2 separate regions of the Mus musculus genome follow, and region 2 is linked to region 1. The links are chromatin contacts, called in public Hi-C maps. All regions are on one chromosome and are shown on one strand. The core of a region is the stretch at or near the end of the contact, and the rest is flanking DNA. Distances in the headings are between cores, read along the strand shown. Region 1 overlaps Gm31955 (a long non-coding RNA gene). Region 2 has its middle 23 kb from the start of Nemp2.

Evidence for each region. Hi-C and Micro-C count contacts between places; a contact is called where the count stands out from the background.
Region 2: a Hi-C map of the HPC-7 cell line shows a contact between it and region 1, with 1.9 times the contacts expected there. The contact joins two enhancer-like sites. A contact is called at or near these places in 1 of 15 datasets of contacts at CTCF or cohesin (the NIH/3T3 cell line), 3 of 484 Hi-C or Micro-C datasets (the HPC-7 cell line, bone marrow-derived macrophages and myeloid progenitors) and 1 of 115 datasets of contacts at active chromatin or transcription factors (astrocytes).

The regions. Positions count from the first base shown.
Region 1 is chr1:52,330,257-52,332,956 of GRCm38.p6, reverse strand. All of the region lies in intron 1 of Gm31955 (a long non-coding RNA gene), which reads right to left. Among named protein-coding and RNA genes, the nearest start is that of Gm31955, 26 kb to the right of the region's middle. Within about 2 kb of position 1,351, at least 68 of the 459 cell types and tissues checked have an H3K27ac peak or open chromatin away from gene starts, as enhancers often do. A contact at or near this core is called in the HPC-7 cell line, where this site is marked.
Region 2 is chr1:52,606,428-52,609,127 of GRCm38.p6, reverse strand. It overlaps a transcript of Nemp2 not described here. Among named protein-coding and RNA genes, the nearest start is that of Nemp2, 23 kb to the left of the region's middle. Within about 2 kb of position 1,252, at least 14 of the 459 cell types and tissues checked have an H3K27ac peak or open chromatin away from gene starts, as enhancers often do. A contact at or near this core is called in the HPC-7 cell line, where this site is marked.

The sequences.
Region 1 (2,700 bases), core at 102-2,601:
ATATGTAGTTCATACACGTTCGTGCTAGGTCTTAGCATCTCATAAAACAAAGGCTCGTGAAAGATAGGTTACATTCCTTTCTGGCCAGTCGGTTTTAGATTCCATGCTTCTCAATGAAGCCCCACAGTTGCCTGTGTGTATCAAAGCCTTGGCACGAGGGTGAGCAGGTATAGTACCTGTCTTGGGCAGGGGAGAAGACACTGATTTCCCAGTGCCCCGCCCCACCAAGAGGCAATATCTGAGCCTCTTTAAGAGGCAAGAGAGGTTCTGGAGACTACACAATATTATGACATTTCCTCCATATTCTTATGCCTTAAAAGAAAAAGGGACCTTTTTAAGCCAACAGGGAGCCGAGTGGAAATGGGATAAAAATTATGGGAATAAGTGGGGGAATATCGTTTCTGACATTAGGCTTTGAGTAAAGCAGCTGAGGCCAGGTGAGTGCACTAGTTCCCACAGCAGGAGCATCTTCTTAGTGTGTCCTGGGCCATTTTTTGACAACCTTTCTGAGACACACTGAAAGGACTGGTCCTTCTTTCTATCCTTTCTGATACAGAGCCACTCTGTAAATATGAATTCCTGAGTGTTTGTGACTAGTCTGAAGATGATTTTTGAAAGAACAACAAGCAAATGATTAGTGAATCAGGCTGCTCCCGCCGCGCCCACCTCTTCTGCTTCTGATATAATTACAGTGAGTCTGGGTTACGCGTATGTGAACATCTTCTGCTGTTGATTGTCAGGCAATCAAAGAGCATTCCTCGCCCCCACTCAGACCCGTAATTTAGAAGCTTCTTTGCAGTGACACTCGATGCAGCTTAATTATAATGTTCTTCCCTCCAAAAGCTATTTAAAGGATCTGGAAGCCGTGCGTTTCAGTCCTATCGTTATGAACAACTGAGAAATCCGTGTGTGGCTGATACTCCCTTGAAATTTGATAACTTGCACATGACTTTTAACAGCACTGCTATGTACTGTATGGGATGAGTATTATTTTTAAATAAGCATTTCTTTCAATGAAAGCATGTTCCAGTGTAGCTTTACAGTTTCAAAGTTGTCCTCTCCCATACATACCTTCAGAAAGAAAGCCAGTCAGATTTCACAGCCATGTACGGTCTGTTTTCAGAACTTTTTTTTTTTTTAAATGGAATTCTCAAACCCAAATGGGTAGGTGTTTGAATTCAGTGCTGAAATAAAGAAATGCTTTTTCTGGATACATTCTCTTCTTTGCTGGCAGTGACTGGTACCAACTTGCTCTTAATTATCTCCATTCAATGCTAGTCATAACCGCCTGCCTACTCCACACTCAGACAGCCCTGCCCACAGGCTCCTCCCAGCCCCCTCAGGCTGAGTCATCTGCCTCTGTTCTCTCGTCCCCTCCAGTCTCCCCACTACTGTCCCCTCCCCGCTGTATTTCCCTGTTTTACTTCCTTGCCCTTTTCAGAGGGACACTCTCAAACTGCCAAAGCTTCTTTTTCTGTTCTCAGTATTGTGCGTGCTTGAAAATCTGGAAAAAAAAAACCAAAACACAATTCTCGGGAAATGTTCTTCCAGCTTGTGCTTCAAACTCACTGGCACCCATATTTATTAAACTTGTGTTTTAAGAAGAGTCAACTTTGCCCAGATAGAGTTGTCTCTTGTGAGACTATGCCAGGGCGTAGCAAACACAGAAGTGGATGCTCACAGTCAACTATTGGATGGATCACAGGGCCCCCAATGGAGGAGCTAGAGAAAGTACCCAAGGAGCTAAAGGGATCTGCAACCCTATAGGTGGAACAACATTATGAACTAACCAGTACCCCGGAGCTCGTGTCTCTAGCTGCATATGTATCAAAAGATGGCCTAATAAGCCATCACTGGAAAGAGAGGCCCATTGGACTTGCAAACTTTATATGCCCCAGTACAGGGGAACGCCAGGGCCAAAAAGGGGGAGTGGGTGGGTAGGGGAGTGGGGGGGAGTGTATGGGGGACTTTTGGGTTAGCATTGGAAATGTAAATGAGGAAAATACCTAATTAAAAAAAATGGACCACCAAAAAAAAAAAAAGAAGAAGAAGAAGAGTCAACTTTGAGAAACTGGAAATTCTTCATGTTCACTCAAACATGCAAATATGAAAAGGTGTTATTAGGGAGCTCCCATGCAGGTAATGAAGAGCAGGCCCAGGTCGTGCCTGGCAGCACCCAGATTACAGCAACCCGCCCCCTGCTTTCATAACTGGCTTTGAAATGTTGGAGCTAAATCCGGATTAGCCTCCAGACACTGCTTCCTTAGGCCTAAGGCTGACCGAAGGCTCCTGGACCATGTAGAAGGCTAGAAGCTCCGAACCCTGGAAACCCGTGCCTATCCTTGCTCAGCTCAACCTACAGCACAGGCATGAAGACTCTTGCCACATTCTCTGTGCTTCCTTGCTTTATCTAGCATCTTTAGAAAGCATCTGTGAAGGTCAATTTCTTCCTGTGTTCAGGGCAAATCAGTCCTCACTAGGTTCTGTGCAGTAGAGATTAGCTGTCACAACGGTACTCAGTGAGCAGCTCCAGTTATCCCTGCCTTGACACTGCACAGGCCAAGGAGTCGTTCCTCTACAATCCCATCAGAGGGGGTTTCTTGGAGAAGTGGAACCTCTCCTTTCCCTTTTATCATTTGGTTAAGCCTCATAACAATACCCACAGAAAGGCATCATTTTCTCCATCTGACAAATAGGGAA
Region 2 (2,700 bases), core at 3-2,502, 280 kb before region 1:
CTGTACAATTTACAAGCAGCTCAAATGGTCAAAATGTCTCTTCCTCGTAGCTCAGCTGATTTGAGATTCCTCCAGGCAGTCCCCTGACCTCAGTCCTCTCAGATGTGCTTACTATATCCTTGATAAGGGAGTGGCCTTGTGTATCTGGTCACTTTTAGGGACTTCCTGACACTATTCAGTTGTTTGCTCATTGAGTCTTAGCGAATCTCTTGTAGGCTCATATTTTTCAAAACCTACTTTAATAAGGGTTCCCAAATGCTTTAACCCTCCTTCTAGTTCACCATTCAATGGTAGGGGTGGAAAGATGGTAAATAGGACAGGGGGATGTGGATCTCTTTAGATGTAGTTTTTTGGTGCAAGGTCAATCTCCGTTGTCAGGAACAGTCCAGTTAAAACAGTGTCACCAAACATGAATCAGCAGTGGCAGCACGATCCAGCAGAAATAGCCAGACCTGTGCCAAATTCATATGAATCAGTGGGAGCTAACAGAACCAGTAGGAGTACCAGGAGATGTTCTCTGCCGTGACTCTTTCAACAAAGTGAAGACCAGCAAAGAGGCCAGACTAAAGAAGTGTTGCATGGCTAGCTATGCAAGCACCTGTCACTCGATGTTGAGTCCACTTATACTTTCTCCAAACATCACGGGTCCTCTCCCAGGTGTGCTTCAGTAAAACATCACATGAATCTGGATCATATGACACAGCCAGAAGTGTATTCCACTTCAGCCTTCCTTTAGAATATCCTGCACCTTCCACCTTTGGAGAACTGCTGTACAGGATGCAGCTCTACTTTTTATTAGTAATTCATTACTCTGGTGTGTTTAAATTTTAAGATTTGGAATTTTAAAATGTCTTGTTTCTCATTGCTCTAGGACCATCTAAATAGATTTGAAGTCATCTTTCCCAAGTAGACTCTATTTGTATAAATAGAAATGGTGATTTGCTATTAACTTCCTAAACTCTGATGGGCTTATGCCTCTCCAACAGGAGTTGCAGAATATATTCTCAATGTTATGAAATCCTCCAAACACATGTAACAAAATCAGTCCTGACAAGCTGGAGGCCTGTGATCACAGCAACTAGGAAATAAAGTGAAAGGAGCCTAGTTCAGGGTCTGCCCGAGATACAAATGAGTTCAAGCCCAGCCTGAGAAAATGAGCAAAAGCAGATATCAAGATAAAAAGGAAAGAGAGGGCTGAAGTTGTAGTGACAGAGCACTTAGAAAGTGTGAGACTCTAGACTGAAACCACAATGCCAGCAGAAAGGAAGCAAACAAACTAGGCTTAACTGGTGGTGTTCCTCCAGTAGAGTTCTGGTAGATTAAAGAGAGAAAATTCTGTTTCCTAGAATCAGTTCAAAGAACAAAACAAAACAATAAAAGTTAAGTAAGTGTTCAGCCAGTGTTTTGCTTAGATATTGGTGTGAAACAGTTTATAAGATGAATCTTAAAATAATAATCTTGCAGTGTAAAACGGGGCTTGCTTACATTGTTTGCACACACAGTAGCTTATTTACTTCTTAAAATAATCCTCTTAGTGTGTGGAGGTGTACCATTCTTTAGAAAAAGAAATTGAGCCTGGAGACCCTAAGGATCTTAAGATTATTCAGGAGAAAAAGTTATTGCACCCTCTCCTTCTCCCTCTCCTTGACCCCCACCTTTTCTGACACAGCCCTGGTGACATCTTGGTGAGGCATTGGAGAAGCAGAAAACTACCTCTCTAGTCCCCTCAGTCATACATTTCCTAGAGCCCTGTAGAAGGACTCATGCAACAGAAAGTTTGAGCTCTCTGGCTTGCTAAGAGTTTTCCTAGCACCTTAAACTTTTATGCAATGGTCACACTTGAACATGAGGTTTTGACTCTGTGTCCTATGGTGGGTTTGTTGTTGTTTGGTTTGTTTGTTTGTTTGTTTGTTTGGTCACTTCATCAGGAAGTTTTGTGGAGCCTGAGCTACTCTAGGGGCACAACACTGACTGTCTTAGTTAAGGTTTTACTGCTGTGATCAGACACCATAACCAAGGCAACTCTTAGACAACATTTGATTAAGGCTGGCTTACAGGTTCAGAAGTTCAGTCTGTTATCATCAAGGTGGGAACATGGTGGTGTCCACACAGGCATGGTGCAGGAGATGCTGAGAGTTTAACCTCTTTATCTGAAGGCTGCTAGGAGAAGAACGGCTTGGAGGCAACTAGGATGAGGGTTTTAAAGTCCACACTCACAATGATACACTTCCTCCAAGGCCACACCTTCAAATAGTGCCACTCCCAGGGTTAGGCATACTCAAACTACCACATTCCACTCCATGGTCCCCATAGGTTTGTTCAAACATATGAGTCTATTGGGGGCCATACCTAAACATAACATAATGCAAAATACACTTAATCCAACTTCCAAAGTTCCCATAGCAGTCTCAACAATGTTAAAATTCCAAAGTTCAAAGTTCTCTTTTGAGATTCATCCAATCACTTAACTATAATTCCCAAAGCAAGACAGGAAGCCAGCGGGGCAAACGCCAAACTCTGCATCTCCATGTCTTATGTCAAAGTGGTCTTCAGATTTCTACTCTTTTTTTCATCTTTGTTGATTGCAACAAACTTCTTTCTCTTGGGGTGGTTCCACTCCCTGTTAGCAGCTTTCTTTGGCAGGTAGTCCACATCTCTGGCATCTTTATCATCTTAGGGTCTCCAAGTCAACTTCAACTT